3 separate regions of the Mus musculus genome follow, and all the other regions are linked to region 3. Evidence: chromatin contacts called from public Hi-C and HiChIP or PLAC-seq data. All regions are on one chromosome and are shown on one strand. The core of a region is the stretch at or near the end of the contact, and the rest is flanking DNA. Distances in the headings are between cores, read along the strand shown.

The links. Hi-C and Micro-C count contacts between places; a contact is called where the count stands out from the background. HiChIP or PLAC-seq counts read pairs in DNA pulled down with a chosen protein or histone mark.
Region 1: an H3K4me3 HiChIP or PLAC-seq map of bone marrow-derived macrophages shows a contact between it and region 3, with 2.4 times the contacts expected there. The contact joins the enhancer-like site here to the promoter of Antxr2 in region 3. A contact is called at or near these places in 1 of 39 promoter capture datasets (3T3-L1-derived adipocytes), 2 of 484 Hi-C or Micro-C datasets (bone marrow-derived macrophages and macrophages), 3 of 115 datasets of contacts at active chromatin or transcription factors (CD8 T cells, bone marrow-derived macrophages and embryonic stem cells) and 2 of 9 other capture datasets (adipose tissue and liver).
Region 2: a Hi-C map of neutrophils shows a contact between it and region 3, with 2.8 times the contacts expected there. The contact joins the enhancer-like site here to the promoter of Antxr2 in region 3. A contact is called at or near these places in 4 of 39 promoter capture datasets (the 3T3-L1 cell line, the C10 cell line, macrophages and 1 more), 1 of 15 datasets of contacts at CTCF or cohesin (the NIH/3T3 cell line), 12 of 484 Hi-C or Micro-C datasets (CD8 central memory T cells, erythroblasts, granulocyte-monocyte progenitors and 4 more), 7 of 115 datasets of contacts at active chromatin or transcription factors (CD8 T cells, the NIH/3T3 cell line, the SCID.adh cell line and 4 more) and 2 of 9 other capture datasets (adipose tissue and liver).

What each region holds. Positions count from the first base shown.
Region 1 is chr5:97,912,589-97,915,969 of GRCm38.p6, forward strand. All of the region lies in intron 16 of Antxr2 (anthrax toxin receptor 2), which reads right to left. Among named protein-coding and RNA genes, the nearest start is that of Gm34097, 67 kb to the left of the region's middle. Within about 2 kb of position 1,538, at least 33 of the 459 cell types and tissues checked have an H3K27ac peak or open chromatin away from gene starts, as enhancers often do. A contact at or near this core is called in 3T3-L1-derived adipocytes, adipose tissue, bone marrow-derived macrophages and 1 more, where this site is marked.
Region 2 is chr5:97,960,475-97,963,723 of GRCm38.p6, forward strand. It overlaps Antxr2 (anthrax toxin receptor 2), which reads right to left. Exons shown (of 17, transcript NM_133738.2): 12 at 136-231. Among named protein-coding and RNA genes, the nearest start is that of Gm34226, 54 kb to the right of the region's middle. Within about 2 kb of position 1,512, at least 20 of the 459 cell types and tissues checked have an H3K27ac peak or open chromatin away from gene starts, as enhancers often do. A contact at or near this core is called in bone marrow-derived macrophages, macrophages and neutrophils, where this site is marked.
Region 3 is chr5:98,029,421-98,032,867 of GRCm38.p6, forward strand. It overlaps Antxr2 (anthrax toxin receptor 2), which reads right to left and starts at 1,597. Exons shown (of 17, transcript NM_133738.2): 1 at 978-1,597; 2 at 164-235. The coding sequence starts at 1,129. It also overlaps Gm42759.

The sequences.
Region 1 (3,381 bases), core at 288-2,787, 120 kb before region 3:
ACTCATTGAGAATATTATTTAGCAAAGCCTCCTTGTCTTGCGTTCACTCTTGTGTTGGCCATCTTCTGTGCAATTTACCAATTCTCGAATATTCTGCTTTCCTTCTATCTGAAGCCCACACTTTAAAATTATTTCACTACAAATATGTCATGATAAACAGCTAACTTCTATTTGTCTGCTATTATTAAAAATATATATGCTGCTTGAGGATAATTAGAATATATTTTCTATTGGCAAATTGAAGTCAATAAGCAATGATCCTCTGACCTTCGGTTACTGCACAGCAGAGGCCTTCAATGTAAGCACCTCTCCACCTGAGTGTGTCTCCTTTACCCTCGCACCAGTTGATGCCTCCTTCTGTAGGTTCTTCTGTACTTTTACTATGTGTGATGACGTCCTGCCTGAGCTTCCTGGATTGCTTTTGCAACTTCATCAGTTCCAGTACCTTTTCAAACAGTGTGTAACTTGCAATGTATTCATTATTACCTTCTCTTTCTTCTCTACATCTGAACTAAAATTATATGGAATAAACGTCTACTTTATTCTCAAAAAATACCTGTGTGCCACAAATGACATAGCTACTTAGGCACAGTGGCTTTTTATGGGACTCAACTATTCTCTATGCCGATTGATTTTTAGGTGATATGTAACAGTCTTATTTTAGACCTCTGTCATCAGGTTGTGGCCACTGTTAACATGATCACTGCCCGTTCACAACCAGCACTGAAAGTAGTGGCGATACCACAGCACTCAGCTTAGTTGTTGCCCACAAGTGATTCTGAACCTGACTGCCCAAAGATAAAGACACTACCATAATGTCGTCATGGTTCCTACCTAATTCTATAAGACCTTCTTTTCCTTCGAAGATAATTTATTTTGCCATAAAACCTTCACATATAACTGTTGATGGAAGTCATTAGTGAAATAGTTAAAATTTAACGACTGGGCAAAGAATGCAAGCCTAAAACATCAGATGAAGGAAAAAAGTAACACAGAGAATAATTCAAAAGCAGTTGACTTAAGATCATTGTACAACCTTAGGCGAATTCACTTTGAGCTCTTGCCAGTTATTAACACCATGAAAAGTAACAGTCTTTATAAATCTACAGACTTTTCTACCCAGTATCAAATATAGGTAAGATCTAATTATGTTTATTACTTTTTCAAACTACTGGATGGTGCTAGGTGCAAGTACTTAAAGGGAAGAATTTGATCATCCAATCACTGAAATACATTTTTTTATTTTAATGTTTGTTACTAGAAATAAAGAGACTATGAAATGTTCTTTGTTGTTAAGTAACAACGAGTGTGATAAAGCGCAGGCTGAGTTCCAGTTAGTACTAAACACTGAGGTGTCAGTTTTGTCTTGTTTTTGTTTTTGTTTGCTTTTAATCATGTAGTGGTACCCCATAATGCATTGGTTGTAAGCTAAAATCAACAAATACTATTTTGAGGTCTGGTTCCTCTTTTCATCTATTCATTCATCCCAAATGACTCATCGTGGGTATGACTGTAGACCTTCGTATTTAGACAGCCACTGTCACAAGACTAGCGAATGGCCTGAGTCAGCAGGTTCTCTTGATGATTCTAGATAGACTTGTTTCTGCCCTAGGTAGATCTTGCCAGAGGTTGCTACCCATAGGGTTTACAACACAGAAACCTCTAGAGCAGTAGTTTTCAACCTGTGGGCCGCAATTCCTTTGGAGTCGCATATCAGATATCCTGTATATCAGATATGTTCATTTTGATTCATCCCAGTAGTAAAATTATGGTTACATGTAGCAATGAAATAATCTCATGGCTGGGTCTCAACACAGCATGAGGAGCTGTCTTAAAGGGTTGTGGCAGCAGGAATGTTGAGAAACACAGCACCAGAGAATATGTTTATGAACTGCAGAGCACTGACTAAAGGAAGGGAGAGAAAGGGCTATAGGGTTCCCGCCTGAGGAATGTATCCAGAGTGCTGGTGCATTTTCACATCACACTCTCAATTACTAATGCTGGCCATACAGGAAAAATTAAATAATACTGGAAAAGTCATATATTACCTTAAGAACTGCTACTTTGCTATCTGGAGAGGCTAATATATTGCATTACATATAGAAATAATTGCTACTGCTGCCCTCATTAAAAACCATTAAATCATGAGACCATTTAAAACTGCTGTAGTAGGAGAAAAATGTTCATATATATATATATATATATATATATATATATATATATATATATTTACTATATTCTACTCTGGAACCATACATACACACATGCACACACACACATGCACACACACACAAACCATATATATTATACTACTTGAGGTAAGAATAGAAACATGAAATCTTGTACTACATGTACATTTCTAATTTGTGGGATAATCCAAAGTGCATTTTCAGCCTTCAAGATCTAAGAAAAAATCCTATCTCTATTGTGCCCCCTGCAATACATAAGTAAGGCAAGGGCTAGTGCTGCAGCCCATGTGGTTGCCATGCATGCATTAGAGAGCTAGCATTGCACACTGTTGTTGGGGGTTTTAATTTGAATAGCCCATTAATCCTTTAAATACATTAAGCATGTCCACCACTGCTGGCAGATCCTTCTGCCCTTCTGATTCTCGGTTATAGTTCAATGTTTCATCCCCAGAGCCCGAGGAACAACTGCCAACAGCAAGATGAAGAAATTGAATTAGAAATTATACTCTCAGCCATTCAGTGATTTCACAACATTGTATTCTTGCATATTCCAATAAATAATCAAGTAGAAATATATTAGAAACAGACATGTGTTGATTTAAAGCATGTTTGTTTAATCTCATCTTCATTTCAAGCTATTTACTGCAAACAGTTTCTTTGACACCAGAGCAAGCTTGGCCAGGAGCAAAAGCCTTCCCCTTCATGCCACACCCAAGAAGAGCTGCCCACTGCAGGTACTAATGAAGGGAGATCTATGGAGATCTGCTGCCTGACAGAAGACCACTCAGTACACTAAGCATTGCACAAAATATGACCAGTGTGTATATTCCACTTTTAGGAGGATACTCTCACAACGCATCATTAGATAGCAATATTTAACTCGAGTATGGGGAAAGCTCATGCCTCAAAATTCGCATCATTCCAGCTTCCAGAGTCTTGAGTCAGCATCTGCTTTCTCTGCCTGTGTATCAGCCCCAAAGGCTAACATGGCTACAATCACTGAGCGTGTTTATTCCAGGTCTGGCAATGCTCACAGTGAGTCGAGTGTCTTAACTCATTTAGTCCTCAACAAAAAGTGAAGCTGGGTATTGATATAACACAAAATAAAGCTGGGAAGACAATTTTAGGTTTTCTGTCTTTATAAACACATCATCCCCTAATTTGAAATCCTCGGTGTAGGATAGGACCAAGA
Region 2 (3,249 bases), core at 262-2,761, 69 kb before region 3:
TGCTGTTGTAATTGCTGGATTAATCCATTCCCTAATTAATTTGCGGGACCATGTGACATTGATTCATATACCAGGCCTTACTTTGTATCGTAGTGCTTTGAAAAAAAATTAATAAGAGTTGAAAATTCTTCTTACCACTTTGCAGCAAAGGGGCCAAAACCACCACATCAAGGCAGCACCCAAGAGCAGCAACAACACCAAAATAGCTACGATGGCTGCAATCCCATTGGTCTGTAGAGGAAGAAAATAAAGAATCAAAAGTGAAGTTTAAGATCAAAACCCACAAGCTCTTTATCCTTTGTAAGAAGCCCACACTGGGTGAAAATGGCCAGACAATATCAGACCGAGATTCTGTTGCACTCTTTTAAATGTTATGAATGTATTTTTCTAATTGTAAAGTTTTTTGTATCTCACTTATAGCATGTTATGTCATGCGAAGATGGTTAACAAGACATGCCGCATCTTCCAACATGCTGCAGACTGATTTAAATATGTCTTAAAAGAACGTGAGAGCCACAACTTTTGAGGATTAAACAAATGGTCCCTTAGGGACTTTTGTGCTTAGGCAACAATTACGTTGTTTCAAGTCCAATTTCTTCCAGGCAAAGTTTCCCCAGGTTTTATGGTGATACAACAGCAATTACTTTATGTACTTGGAGGGTGAGGTAGATATAAAATGCAGGTTGATAAGAAAACAATGCCTGTGTCTCAGTGAAACTTCAGTCTGATAAGTCCTTCCTCTCACTGCCTTCTGGTCACATCTGACGCAGGCAAGACCTACACTTATGTTTCTCCACTGTCTGTCCACCGAGCTCCTCTACCCTTTGGGCACCTGCTCTGGGTCCAGCCTGTAAGCGGCACTGTAGCAACCACTGAGTCATCCTTCAGGCCTCAGGCTAACTGTTTCCAGTAGGAACCCTTCCTAAGAGTCCAGAGCTACAAATGCCCCACGGGATCAGGCGACACATTTAGACAGAATCCTCCTACATGTTAACGACAGTGCTTTTACAATGGAATTAACTATGACCTTTGGATGATTTAATTCCATTTTTCTGTCCTGACTGTGCATCTCCTAGGAATCCCAAGGCCATTTACCCATCAGCTTTACCACTTGATGCTCCTTGCTTGACATTTGCAAGCTACATACCAAGAAAGTGAACTCCAAATCAACAAGACTCCACGTGATGACACAGGTGTCGAAACGGACATCCACACTTTCATTTCATACACAGAACTGGGCACTGACTTTACATGAAAACAGTGTCTCTTCCAAACCCAACGTCTCTGGGACTCCCAGGAAAGCCATTTTAGTTGGTTGTCTTTTGTTGGATTTGTTTGTTTTTAAGAAGGAAAGAACTCAGGAAGGAAAAACAAAGAGGAAGAAATACTCTATCGAGAACTTTAGACAAGCATCTAAATACCGTCTTCTTAAGGCGAACAGAAGACAAGTGAGTATAGATTGGGAAAGAACAGGAAGCCCGTCCTCTTTCCCCACACGTTGAAGACTTAAGATACAAACCACACCACCCCCACAGGCAGTTACAGTAAGTACCGCACTAGGAAGGCAGGAATATGCAGGACAAGCACTTCCTAGAAGAGAAACTGCAGTGGACTCTGGGAGAACCCTATGCATTCTTGGTCTTACTTTCAGCGACAGGATCTTGTGGAGATCCTCAACCCCTACTTAGGCCTGGCAACTCAGCAATATACTCTCAGTGTGGATGTGCTGTACACCTTCAGGGAGAACTCTGTGAACATCCAGATCTCCCTTTTTTCACATTTATATCCTTTTCACAGACGAGGAAATGCAAATGAAGGCCACGAGTCAGCAAAAACTGTGGCCGATTTGTTCTTCCTACGCATATTCAATGAACAAGAAACTCACAAACCTATGCAGACTTTTGAAATAAATATTAAGTAGATAAGCACTTAAAATTCTTGATTTTTTTCCCTCAAAATCAAGGGCCTCTATTAGTAAGACTGACAAAAAACAATGTGTCTCCACAAAGGAAATAGATGTATAGTGTGGTGACACTATCCATAGATTCCAAAGACTTTCTGCAAAATGTAAAACTAGATTACATATATTCTAAAGAACTACAGATCTCACTTCCCTTTGTCTCAGCCAAGCATGATGGAAAATCAGTTGGGAGGAAGCAATGATTTAAAGCTACCTGACCTTGCTCTGAGTCTGTTTGTACTTATCCCAAACACTAGCTGTGCTCACTGTGTATGAACCCCAGCTTCCCCATTTCCCTTGTTTTCATTATCAGAGCTAACATCAGAGCATGGAGCGATCAGTGTGATGAAGGAAGTAATTTCATTGTTCACATAACTTTATAAACAATTAAGGAAAGACGAAGAATGAAAACAAGAGTCCTATGAGCTGACGCCAAGGTGTGGACCTGAAGCCAGATGAGGAAGAACATGAAAGTAGGTCTTGTCACTCCTAGAGCTGTGTCACGATCACAAACTAAAAGTGTCCGGCTTTTACTTAGAAATGTTGTCAGTACACAGACCTCCAGTTGAAAAATCCTCAAAAATATTCAACTCATGATTGTCATTTTTTTTCTTGAATTAGATGGATTCGATATATGTGACAGACATCTAAAAATGCTTTCCCATTCATCTAAACCATACCTGAGAAGCCAATACCAAAGGCAAGACTGTTAAACAGGTGCCAAGGCCACATACTGAATATGCACTCCTGTAGCCAATGTGTAATAGAGATGGAACTCAAACAAATAATGACACTATGAAGTCTGAGGAAGGAGACCCAATAGACACATGGGGGAACCTGGCAGGCAATGCTTGAGGAAGGATGAGCAGGTGAGGGAACTGTGTAGTCTCAATGAAAGGCCTTTCACAAAAGAAAGAAGCCACTGTGGAGGGAGCATAGAGTCTGAGAGAGTGAATGCTACCTGAAGGGACCCAAGAAGGCAAACAGAAACCTCTGGAAGGCTGAGTCCAGTTCTCTAGTAAACATCACATGGGATTTGGGTTGGGTGGGGGTGACTCCCACAATCACTTTGCAAAGAAAGTACTAACATTTGTAGAGGCAGAAGCTTTTATAACATCACCACGGAGGGACCACTGTCACTCAGACACATCTGTCATCAAATGGTACCAAAAGGGAACTCTTCATATTCTACCTCATAACTGATCATCCTTCCCACACCTCAAGGAAAAAAAAAAGGAACTATTCTAAATCTCCTTCTTACTCCCATGAATTACATTTAAGCTCTTTAG
Region 3 (3,447 bases), core at 347-2,846:
CTCGCCTGCACACCATGTGTGAAAGGGCCACCTTGAGACGTTTAAAATTCAACATTTTGATTTCGGGAAAGATTTCCCATGAGAAGGGTTTTAGAACAGGGAAACCCGGCTGTTTGTTCGATTTCCTTTCCAATGCCAAGAAAGGTACGATGGGGAGACATACCTCACAAATCTCTCTGTCAGCTGGTGGACAAAATTATAAATTTCAATCCAGTTATTTGCTACACTGCCAGACCTGAAAAAGGAAGATAAATTGATCAGAAAGACAAAAAGTGGGCCTTAATGGCAAACATTTCTTCAGTTTTAAAAGGCGCATGATGGGGGGTGGAGGTCGGGGGTCAGGGATAGGGGGCGGGGACTGACTCCCCTCTTCAAAGTTAAGTGTGCTTGTTCATGTCCATGTTCAGAGCTGAAACTTTAGTGTTTGGGCTGAATCAAGGAAACCAGGAAGACCACACTTCTTGGGGGGGGGGGGGGGGACACTTGCTTTGTACTGTTTAGAGAGAGACCTGGCTTTTCAAAATAAAAACACAAGCCCTCATTTCTCAGGAAATGCAAGCCACATTGGGTATATTAAGGCTTTCCCCCCCCCCCCCTGGCTCCCAGTGTGATCAGGATAAAATTAGGCAAACTTTAGAATGTCCGTGGGGGTCTAGGGGGAGTATGATAAAGAGGCACAAAAGTTCCTGGGAGGAAACGAGCTGCAGGTGGCCACACTACCGTTTCCCAAAAGATTCCAGGACAAAAAAAGCACTGCACGCCTCTCCTTTGGAGAACCAAGTAGCCCTGGAGTCTCGCAGCCCCTATTCCTGTACAGCTAATGAGCTTGCCTTTGAAAGGAGTCAGCCACATGCACACTAGGGAGAGTTCCCTCGTCGCCTCCCCCAGAATCCAAACACATCTCAACTTCAGTCCTAGCTGATTCAGAGCTGCCCTCCCCCCAGGAGACCCTGACCCCACAGTCCTCCTTCACTCACTTGTCCAGTACGAAGTACAAATCGAAGGCTTTTTTGCAAGAGGGCTGCTCCTGGGCTTGCAGCAACGACCCCGGACCGCCCACAGCCAACAACCACAGGCCAGGGAACAGCCAGCTCCCAGGGCTGCGCGCCCGGGACCGACCGGCCACCATCCTGTGGCCGGGGCCCGGCAGCTCTCTCTGGCTCACAGTCCCTTGGGCTCGGGGTTCTGGGCTCCGGGCTTCACAGAGCAGAGACGTGAAAGAGGCGGAGTCACCGGGGACTCGCCCGGGGGTCAGAGGCTGAGCGGGGCTGGGATGCCCTCTCCAAGCTCAGAGCCACCCAACAGCTGCCACTGAGGAGAGAGAGCGAGGTCCTGGGAGGACAAAGAGAGTCTCCGCAGCCGCCACAGCTGCCGCCGGAACTCTGGGCAAATCCCAGTGGACAGAGTCCAGTTCTCCCACTCCGGATTCCGGAGAGTTGCTGCAGACAATGAGGCCCGCAGCGACAGCTCTCGGGACAAGTTCCTCGCCTCCCGCTGAGTCTCCGGCGCCCACCCGGGAGCAGAAAGGCTGGCGTCTAGCTGCGGTGGTGAGCTGCGGGACAGGCACCCGCGGACCCCACGATCGCCGCGGGAACTCAGCCGAGTCCTCCTCTTCCGCCTCTCTTCCTCGGACCGCCCAACTCCTCGCGGCACTTTATAACTTTCTTCCCTGCCCCAACCTGGCGCCGCGCCGCGCGGGGCGAGCCTCTGCAGCCCGGGATGCTAAGCACCCGGGGGAGCGGCAGGCCGCCGGGCACCTCAGGCCTGGGGGGTGGGAGTGGGCGCTGACCGGTCTGCTCGTGCGAGCCCGAGGGCGGGGCGCCGGGAGGAAGCCCGACGAGCCACACAAGCACACTTGAGGGTTCGTGCTGAGCAGCGGATGACTAACGCCTGCCAGATTTCGGAAGGGAGAGAGGAGTTCTGAAAAACAAACGTCCTCTAGATACTAAACATATCCAACTCTCCCGCAAGCCTGGCCCGGCCTGTTTTCCCCAGCTGTGCTGGAACGGCCCTCCGCGTGGTTTAGAGACTCAGGACCAGCTGTCTCCTGGATAGTGACGGCCTTATGCCTCATCCCTCCGCACCTTTCATCCATCACACACCGACCTAGTGACGCAGGATTTAAGGTTTAAGAAAGGGGACTTCCTCTTTTCTTTCTCTTTTTTTTTCTATTTGATAATTTTTCCATTTTTCATTAATTCTGAGAGTTTCATGCGACGTGTACTGATCATATATATTTTTCACACACACACACCCAACACCTCCCTACCCCTAACTCCTCTGAAATCAACCCTCACCTCCCTACACACACCTCAACTTCGTGTCCCTTTTGTCAAGAACCCATAGACTCCAATTTGAGCAGTCTATATACTCCTGGTCCACGTGGGGACCATTCAATGGAGTAGGTTTAGCCTTCAAAGAACCACACCCTTAAAGAAAACCATAGCCCCACTCGGAAGCCTTCTACTGTGCATAGCTCCAGGGTGACCGGTGGGATTTCATTAAAAAAAAAAAAAAAAAAAAAAAGTTTCCCACTCCATGCTAGCAGGTTGACTGGCTTGATCTTCTGAGGATATTGTGCGACAACCTCAGCGGCTGTGTGTTCATGCATGCAGCAATCCCGTCATGCCCAGAGGCCAGCGCTGAGCTGTAGTGCCCCTGACCTAGAGTTCTGTGAATCTTTTCACTCACCTTACTCCCACCCTTTGTGGATTGTCCTGGAACGTTAAGGAGGGCTTGTGATTTGTATGTCCCATTTGTGGCTGGGCAATCCACGAGCATTTATTCTCTTCGATTTGACCATTTGTGGGTTTGTGCATTAACCACCATCCCCTGCACTGAGAAACTTGTCTGATGAGGTCTCAGAGTTGCGCTGGCTGATCTACAAGTAGAGAGACATGAATTCAGAGGGTCGTTTGCTTTGATGTCCATTTATTTGACATCAAAGTAATAGGTTCATTCCTGTGGCCCATGAGCACCACAGCCACAGGCTCTTGGAGTATCTTGGAGAAAGATACGTTTCTTTCTGTGGAGTGAGCCTTAATCCCAATCAGAAAACAGTTATCACCCTATATTGTAGAAATGAGCATATCTCTCCATGTTAGCCATTCCTGTGGCTTGCAGGCTTCACTGGTAGGCAGGACTATTGATGGCTTTTCTCTCTTGGCAGCTCACATAATCAATTCTAAGACTATAAGAGCTAGATTTCGGGAGACTACAGGTCAGTTCCAGATGGGTTCCTCAAAGTCCTGTGTCCAAAATGCATGGTGTCTACAGCTAAAGGGTCTTGACATCAAGTTCCGGTAGGCAACCAAGAGTAATGGTAATAGCCTGTATTGATTTTGGGACACCTGTGATCAACAACTTAAAGGAAGGTTATCCCACACCCCACTGGGCTTTTAATTTGCATCTCTCCCAGCCAAGACAAAGCTAGGAGCCAGTGATCAC